Linked DNA regions of Gossypium hirsutum: region 2 is linked to region 1. The links are chromatin contacts, called in public Hi-C maps. All regions are on one chromosome and are shown on one strand. The core of a region is the stretch at or near the end of the contact, and the rest is flanking DNA. Distances in the headings are between cores, read along the strand shown. Region 1 holds the start of LOC107892360 (probable serine/threonine-protein kinase PIX7). Region 2 holds the start of LOC107892367.

The links. A called contact is a pair of places that touch in the nucleus more often than the background predicts.
Region 2: a contact with region 1 is called in a Hi-C map of leaf, with 1.6 times the contacts expected there. The contact joins the promoter of LOC107892367 here to the promoter of LOC107892360 in region 1. A contact is called at or near these places in 2 of 34 Hi-C or Micro-C datasets (both in leaf).

What each region holds. Positions count from the first base shown.
Region 1 is chrA09:6,715,955-6,720,638 of Gossypium_hirsutum_v2.1, forward strand. LOC107892360 (probable serine/threonine-protein kinase PIX7) reads left to right here and starts at 2,593. Exons shown (of 6, transcript XM_016817429.2): 1 at 2,593-3,085; 2 at 3,594-3,931; 3 at 4,004-4,139. The coding sequence starts at 2,932.
Region 2 is chrA09:6,948,204-6,952,713 of Gossypium_hirsutum_v2.1, forward strand. LOC107892367 reads left to right here and starts at 2,573. Exons shown (of 8, transcript XM_016817435.2): 1 at 2,573-3,425; 2 at 3,605-3,785; 3 at 3,881-3,975; 4 at 4,188-4,293. The coding sequence starts at 3,121.

The sequences.
Region 1 (4,684 bases), core at 1,343-3,842:
TATAATTTTTAATATGTTGTTTAATTTTTCTATTTTTTATATTTTTTAAATATTTCACAATTCCTAATAATATTTAAATTTTTTTTATAATTTTTAATATTTTCTAATACTTTTTTTATTTTCCTAAATTTTTTAATCAATTTCTTAAATTTTAACAATTTTTTTAAATTTTTTTTACAATCTTCTAATAATTTTTATTTTTTTATATTTTAGATATTTCAAAAATTTTAGTAATTTTTAATAATTTTATAAATTATTTATAATTTTACATTTAAAAAAATTTATTGATGTGGACCACCACATCAATAACAAAATGATTGACTGAGCAATTGTTAACGGTCATGTCAACACATTAATCGTCAATGATAGAAATTATTATTCTTAACATTTGAGAGCTTAATTGGGTGTATTTTTCATGGAGTGGTTTGATTATTTTTTTACTAATGAAAATTACAAAACCTTTTGGGACCATTAAACTTTTTTTTTTTAATTTTGGATTTTGTTAAGTATTAATTTTCATAAAAAATAGTTAGTAGTGTTGATTAATTCTTAGTTCAATTGGTATTATTGTTATAGCAACAACTAAAAGGTGTGAATTCAAACTATTTAAGCTCGTATTTTTCTCCTATTTAAAAGTAGGCTAAGTTTAAGTGGATGTCCTTTAGAGGTCTCTCTATGATAAGAATCTAATCAAATTAGTCTATCTATTAATAAAATGGATTGAATTAATCCTTTTACTATTAAAAAAAATTCAAATAAAGTTAAATTAGAATAGAGTTAACAATTATTATTTTAAAAAATAATTTATTATTTAATAAATTTATAATTTTAAGGTTTTACCTATTCAAAAAATTTTAACTATTTTTTTATTATCAGTTAGACCTTCAGCCTATTTCTAACAACATTAATTAAAAATTATTACAAAAATCTTTCTACATATCAATATTAGGAGAAATGCTAGATTTGATTATTTTAAGACATGTTTAAATTAAAAAAAAAGTAGAGATTAAAGGATGGATAATTAAAATTCTATGCAATAAATTGGAAAATAATTGTTTTGATGATGATTAAATAATGATTAGAAGTGATAATGGGTTTGAATGGTTATGTAAGGTATCTAGACTAATTTTTTAAGCTCGGGTTTGGTTTGATCTAACTTGAAAAATGAATTTACTTTTTTTGTCTAAATCCGACCAAATTTAAGAAAAGTAAATCCAAGGTTGACCTAACCTACCCATACTTAGTTTTTTAGATTAGTTTTTATTAAAAAATAATTTTCAAAAAATTATAATACATTAAATGCACTAAAAAAACGTTAAAATAAAAGTTTCTAACACATTAAAAATACATTAAAAGATAATATTATTAAAAAAATACTATCATAAATATAATAAAAATTTATTATAGTAAAAAACAAAAACAAATATAATAAATATTTTATTGTATTAAATATAATTTTTAAAATTTTTTATTTTGGGTTGGGTTATTTAGTTGGGTAAATTTTTTTTAGGTTTTGGGTAATGAGTTTAATAGTTATTAGGTTAGTGATTTAATATAAATATAATAATTATTTAACATATATAATTAATATAGTATTGCTTTATAACATAATATTCGGGTCAGATCGGACTCGAGCAAAAAAGCTTTCCCAAAGCTTGACCCATATAAAGAACAAGCTTTAAATTTTACCCAAGTTCATTTTTAGAATATCATATTTTGTCTAAACTCTTCCGTTTTCTAAACGTATTTTCAAATCTGAACAAATGACCCGACCCATGATTAGGTCTAAAATAATCAACTTGAACACAAATCGAAAAAAAGAAAATGTATAGGTATATAGTGAAAAAGAAATGTAGTAAAGCAAAAAAATAATGAGAAGATGAAAAAAGGGGAATCAAATTTCAAGTTATTGATTTGTAATTCCACTAAGTGGCGTATGGTGATCGAAAAGGCACTTGGTAATTTGGCTACAACCACACCAATGAAAGTGATTGTTGTCTTTGTCTCTTTGTAAAACATGTTTTTTTTTAATTAGGCAAAATATAAACCTACCTATATGCAAACGTGGCTTTGTCTCAATGGATTTTTATGTATCTTAATGTCCTCTACATATAAGATCAACCCTAACATAAATAAAAAACAAAATCTTTTTGAGTATATCACTTCCATTCTTTTTTCTAACATCTGATTTTCTTCGTCTAATTTTGCCTCTACTCTATCTTCTTTTTAAAAATTTAAAATTTAATCCTTTTATTTTTGATTTTTGCTTGTTAGATTTTAAATCAATAACAAAATGAATAGAGTTATATTAAAATTTAAAAAAATAAAGTATAATTTTACGATTTATTAATTTAAAATTTTATAAATTTATTTTCAATTTTCAAGTTTTAATATGTTCACGAATGAACTTATATAATCTTAAAATATAAATTCTAATTTAAGGAAACTTCATTAACAAGGTGCGTAATTAAAATTTTTAATTCAGATTAGGAAAATGGCTAATATTTTATAATAAAAATAAATGGAGTTTATTTCGGAAAAATACAGGAATTTTTTTTTTAAATTGTTTGTTGATTTGGAATATGCTAAGATCACTGTTGGTAGTTAGTAGCACAGAGATGAATTTTTTTTTATGCTTATTTATTTGGTTTCTCTCTCTTGCCCAAGCTGCCCTTTTTCTCTGTTTCAAACTGCCCAATCTGCCCTTTGTTGAAACACTTTCTCAAGCAGCGCTTAATCTCTCTCTCTCTCTCTGTCTATCAAAAATTGCCTTTTGACTAAATTTCATAAACTGGGTGTTAGTGACTAACAGCTAAAAATCTACTTTTTATTTGTATTTAGATGTTTTAAGATTAAAAAGTTGTCAGTTTTATTGAAAGGAGGAAAGAAAAAGTTGCTTTCTTTGAGAAGAATTTGGATGGTTTTAGAAAGATGGGGTTTGGCCATCAATCTGAAAGAGAGAAAAAATCATCAAGGAAGAACAAAGATGAAGAAGAAGAAACTGGATGTTGGGTTAAATTAAGATTTTTGGGAAGTTGCATGTCTTCAAGATCAAGAGTTGATAACTCTATGAGTGGAACAACAGGTATGATCTTATTTTTAATCTCTTAAAAATACTTTTTTTTAAAAAAATATCTTAAGAAAAAAAGGAATAAATAACTCTAGAATATAAGAAATTTTTAGATTATAGCCAAGTATTTTGGTGTTAAACAACATATCTTTTAAAAACTTTTTCTACTTTTATAGAAATTCATCTGAGATTGATCTCTTTATTAATCTTAATTAAAGTTATATAAATATTAGTTATTTTGTGGTGCTTATGCTATATACTTGCATGTTAATGGAGTTTCTTTTTTTAGGCAAATAATCAGTTTTTGGTGAATGATGTGATTAGTTGAAACTTAAAAGCAACTAGTTTTTTACCATTTACTATTTTGGAAAAGCCAATAAGATGAATCCTTGAGGCATTTTGATACAGTTTCTAAATACTGTTGTGTAAAAAATGCATATATAATATGTGAAATGGTATCTGATAGCTACTATTGTTGAATGATCTTTAATTTCACTGTCTTGTTGTTTGTATATATTATCAGCTGAAAGTAAATCGACGACGAGAGAGAAAAGCCGAGATCAACCGGTTGTTCCTGTGTCTTCCACAACCACTAGTAATGCAGAAACTGCTTCTTCGACACCGAAATATAGTGAGGAACTGAAAGTTGCTTCGCAGCTTCGAAAATTCACATTTATTGACCTTAAGTTAGCAACCCGGAATTTTAGACCTGAGAGTCTTCTCGGTGAGGGTGGGTTTGGTTGTGTCTTCAAGGGTTGGATTGAGGAGAACGGAACTGCTCCTGTGAAACCCGGTACTGGACTTACTGTTGCTGTCAAAACACTAAACATTGAGGGACTTCAGGGTCACAAAGAGTGGCTGGTATGACATCTACATTTCATATACCGTACATTTCTTTCTATTTTAAATTTCATGTTTCCCCTCATGTTTCAGGCCGAAGTGGATTTTCTTGGGAACCTCCTTCATCCCAATTTGGTTAAATTGGTTGGTTACTGCATCGAGGATGATCACAGGTTACTGGTATACGAGTTCATGCCACGAGGAAGTTTGGAGAACCACCTCTTCCGTAGTACGTAACACCGTTGTGGATCATGATATACCTTTTGCATGGTTTACATGATTGTTTAACCAAAGTATTCCGACACTTAAATAGCTCAGCCATGCATATGCTGCTAGCTGTGTTTAATAAATGTATGGTTTCTATGGTGCTCTTTAACTTAGGTCAAAACCGAGAATTAGGGTTTTGTTATCGGAAGGTAATGTTGTCAGTTGTACAAAATTTAGCTTACAGATACGGAATGGTGCCTGAAGTTTTCCTCTTTTTTATGTTAACATGCATGCTTTCTCCTAATAAGCTTGAACGCTATTGGCAACGAAACGATTTATCAAATAATTGGATTTTGATAATTAGGCTGCCGTACTAAATGTGTGATTATAGTGAAAATTTCTGCTAGAATTGACTTGTCATTTTAATTTTGTGTAAACACGTCAAATGTGAGGCCAAAGTGGTCAACTCTTTGAAACTTTTCAAAGTGACATACCATTAGAAACTTGGAATGAAAAATCTAATGTGTGGTTATTGTTTTCATATTCATTGTTGTTTGCATTTTTCGT
Region 2 (4,510 bases), core at 1,323-3,822, 230 kb after region 1:
ATGTATCAAAATATTAATAATTTATTATTCATACTTAGAAAATTTCTGTTCAATAAAGAAAAAGTACTTGAAATTTTCTAGAATCATTTATAATGTATTTTGGCACACTTAATGTGTGGATGAAAAAAAAATTAACAAATATATTTATAAAAAATTGATATAGAAACAATTGAGACTTTAATTGGAATGATAAATTTGAGACTTCAAAAGTTATGGTCTTTTGGGTTCAAATTCTATCTTATATTTCTGTTCAATAAAGAAAAAGTACTTGAAATTTTCTAGAATCATTTATAATGTATTTTGGCACACTTAATGTGTGGATGAAAAAAAAAATTAACAAATATATTTATAAAAAATTGATATAGAAACAATTGAGACTTTAATTGGAATGATAAATTTGAGACTTCAAAAGTTATGGTCTTTTGGGTTCAAATTCTATCTTATATGTATTTTTTTAGATTTTTATGAAAATATAAAAAGATAAAAACACAATCATGGTAATATTAATTATTATTTTTTAAAATAATAGTTTTTTTGGTAATTTTTCTACTAAGTTGAGATTTGACCGGCGACGCTAATTCAGTTAAACATTTAAAAAAATTAGATTATGAAACATCTATGATGTGTATAAAAAATTATGTAAAAATATATTTATTAAAATTTATATAAAAACTTTAGATTTGGATAAAATTGAAGACTTAAAAATCGTAATATTTTATGTTCAAATTTTATCATGAATTATTTTTATTTATTTTATATAAAAATATTTTTAAAAAAATCCTCCACGATAATATAACATATTTTTACGGTAAAAGTACTATAGAGGTCCTTGTATTATGAATTAAATTGTAATTTGCCTCTTATATTAAAAAATTGGAAAAATTAGCCCATGTACATTAGAAAAAGAAAATAATCATTCTGTTAAAAATTAGCATTAAACGATAACATAGAAGGTAATATTTAAGGCAGTATTATTTTTTTATTTGAAAAATAAAACATAAAATCCAATGTAGTAGAAGTATCATGGAGGTCCCTATACTAAGAGTCGGATTGTATGTTTGAACATCTACTAAAAAATAAGCAAATCAGCCCATATACATTAGATTAAATAACAAATTAGTCCTTCTATTTAAAATTCTACCAATTTCTACTGTTAAATGTTAACATGACTAGCAGAGCTATTAGAAAATGATATGTGGAGTGCCATGTGCACCTCATGCTAACGTGGCAATCCTTAAACAAATTTAAAAGTTTTAAAATTAAATAAAATTATTTTCAAATTATTAAGAATTATAAGAAATTATTAAATTTTTAATATTTTTTTTAAAATTTATTAAAAATTACATTCAAAATTAACCTAGACAAATGACTATTCAGGCAAAAATGAACTTAGAGAAATAATTATCTTAAATTTATTTTGGAATAATTTCTTAAATAATTATTAAATGATTATAAAAAATTAGAAAAATTATTTTTAAAAGTTATTAAGAATTAGATTTTTAAGAATTTTAAATAATTTTTTATATTTTCTATAAAACTACATTAAAGTGCAATAAATTCAACCTATTACTAATGTTTCGAATTTAGACCAAACCGATTAGTTGAATCGAAAATCAATTAAATAATTAACCCAAACACTAATAAAAAAACCAATAATCACACACATAGGAAAAACCGATTGGCCCAATTGGCCCAACAATACAAAAGGCCATTTCTTAATAAAGTATTCAACCGAACAGAAAAATTATAAAAATATTTAAAAAAACAAAACAAAAATTAAGGTTTAATTTATTTCACTATAAATAACTTTTAAAAAATAAATTTTATTATATTTGTTTCACGAAAAATAACTTAATCAACAGAAAGTAAGCTTTGAAAATTATAAGCCATTTTCTAGAAAAGAATTAATTTATATGTGGTTTTATTTTTATATAAAATTAATTTAAGTCAAACTTAATATTATTATATTATTAGTAGTTTTTATTTTTATTTTTAAAAATATTTAAAATTAATAAAATACTATAATTTTTAATATTATTTAACATACATATTTAATTATTAATATCTACTCATATAATCAATTATTAATGTAATTTATTATTTTAATAAATTATTTTAATTAATAAATTTTAAAAATAATAATTTTAAATAATATGTTTCTTAATAATATTCAATTTCAATATTTTAATAATAAATAATTATTACAATTATAAATATATTAATAATAAATTGTTATAATATAAAGGTTAAAATATGTTTTAAATCTATGTATTATTCACAAATTTAAAATTTAATTATGTTTAATAACTTAGATCCCTTACTTTCCAAATTTGAAAACAAAATCTAATTGTTAACATTGTTAAAATTTTTTATTAATTTTGTTGATGTCACATTTTTAAATAAAAAATACTCATAATTCATATAACTAAAAAATAACGTTATAATGAATATTAATTTAATAAAATATTTTAAATTTTGATCTCTAAAAAATAGAATTAACCCAAAAATAAAAGTATATAGAGTATATTTCAAATTTACCAAGATTATAAAGGCTTCTGACGAGAAAATTATTATTATTTTGCAAAATCATTTTCGAAACCATTTTCATAAACAAATGGAGAAAAAAACCTAAACCTGGCCATGACCCAAACACCCCACCCCCCACACCCCACACCCATGCGTAAGGCCATTGCCGACAGTTCCTCTGCAGTCAAAATTCAGCCCTCTATTCGCCTCTCCTCTTGCTCGCCTTCGCCTGCTTCAGATCGGTGGTTGTTGGCTTGCCGGTGCCATCATCCACTGTTATTTTGTTTTAAACCTTTGAGCTTTGAACCAAAGGCTAAACGATAAAACAGAAACAAAATATGAAGAAGAATTGAAGGACATAGGAAAAGAAATCTGAAAATGAAAAGTATAATGACTTTTTATTAAATAATAATATAAAACTTGGAAACTGAGCAGAGTTGGTAGTCCTGGTGCAATTGCAATTGTTGAGGGCGAACCGGTTGAACCGGTCGAACCTCTAACCGGTTCAATCACCGGTCGATTCTGAAAACATTTCTTATTAGAGCTTTCTATTGTCGCTTATGGGTTCTTGAAAATTAACATTTTGATGGTTATATGGTTTTTGCCATTACAGAACAACCTTACTCTGAAGTTGAAAGGGCCATAAATTCTACTTATTTTCTGGCCAAAAAAAAAATCTACTTTTCTCCAAAATTCGAAAAAATGGCGGAGCCACCAGCTTCACAGCCGCAAACGGCAACGACAGAGGCGGCGAAAACAAAAATCACCGATTTGGACGAAGATTCATTGGCTCTTTGCGCCACCTACCTCAGCCTACAGGACCTTTCAAACCTCGCCATGACCTCCAAATTTCTCAAGAAAATCGCTTACTCCGACTCCATCTGGCTCCACCGCTTCAGGTTTTTTTTTTTCCTCTGGAAAATGTTTATATGATTCGCTTTCAGAAAAGAAAATTTTCGATTGTAATTTAAAAATAGATGAATATGAATAAATTATTTGCAGGCTCGAATTTCATTTTCTCTTATTTTTAAATAATTTTCGATTTAATATTCATAATTTATGTTTTTGATTGAATTAGCCTGCGTTGGCCGCTAGAAATGCTATCCAGCTCTTCATCAGGAGTGAGGCAGGCGTATTTGGATTGGCGTACGGCGTTGCATCAGTTTAAATTTTCTGATCCTTTCGTCCTCGATTTATATACTGAAGCAAGGCATTTTGATAATATACTTCTTGATAAGAATGATATTATCTTTTCTCAAGTATGGCCATTTAGTTTTTGTTGTCGTGGTTTTTGATTATATGATGCTTTACATTTGAGCATCATTGCAAAGCTTACTTAAGTTTGTTTGCCAAGGGTTCTATCATAAGAATGATGAAAACCGACAGCTTCTTGAGCGGTGGCTCGCTTGTTAGGATGAGTGATCATAATGCAAGAATTACATGCATGAGGTGAGCAATATTTGATGGATATCCTTGTAGAATAAGCGGCATTGTCTTTATGATAGAGAGCATGGTGTTCTTGGTTGTAATCTGTCGATGTACTTGGTGATGTTTTTATTTTCAAGTTAGGCTTACTTATTTACACTAGGCATCGGAAATGGTTATGCTCGTATGCAAAAGCTTGAGTTCCCTTTAATATGCCTTGTGTAATTGCTCTGCAGATTGTTTCCACTTAATGAAACTTCTTTAGTTCGAAGTGAGATACAAAGAGAAGAAAACGTTCTGGTAACCTCAAGCTGTGACCACTCAATTCGTCTATGGTGGAAGGTATTATCCTGAGCATTCCCTTGCTTTTCTCCATTTTGACAGAGCTGTATTAGTAACCTCAATTTATTCCTTGCATTACTTTAAGTAGAAGGGCGTTGTCTTGGTTGTTCATTATCATCAATTTATTATTTCTTTTGTGCTTGTATTATGAATAGGATGTAAGCTATCTTTCTTAGCCTCTGTTGTTGTTGAATGTCCTGGTTGCATGCTTTGTTTG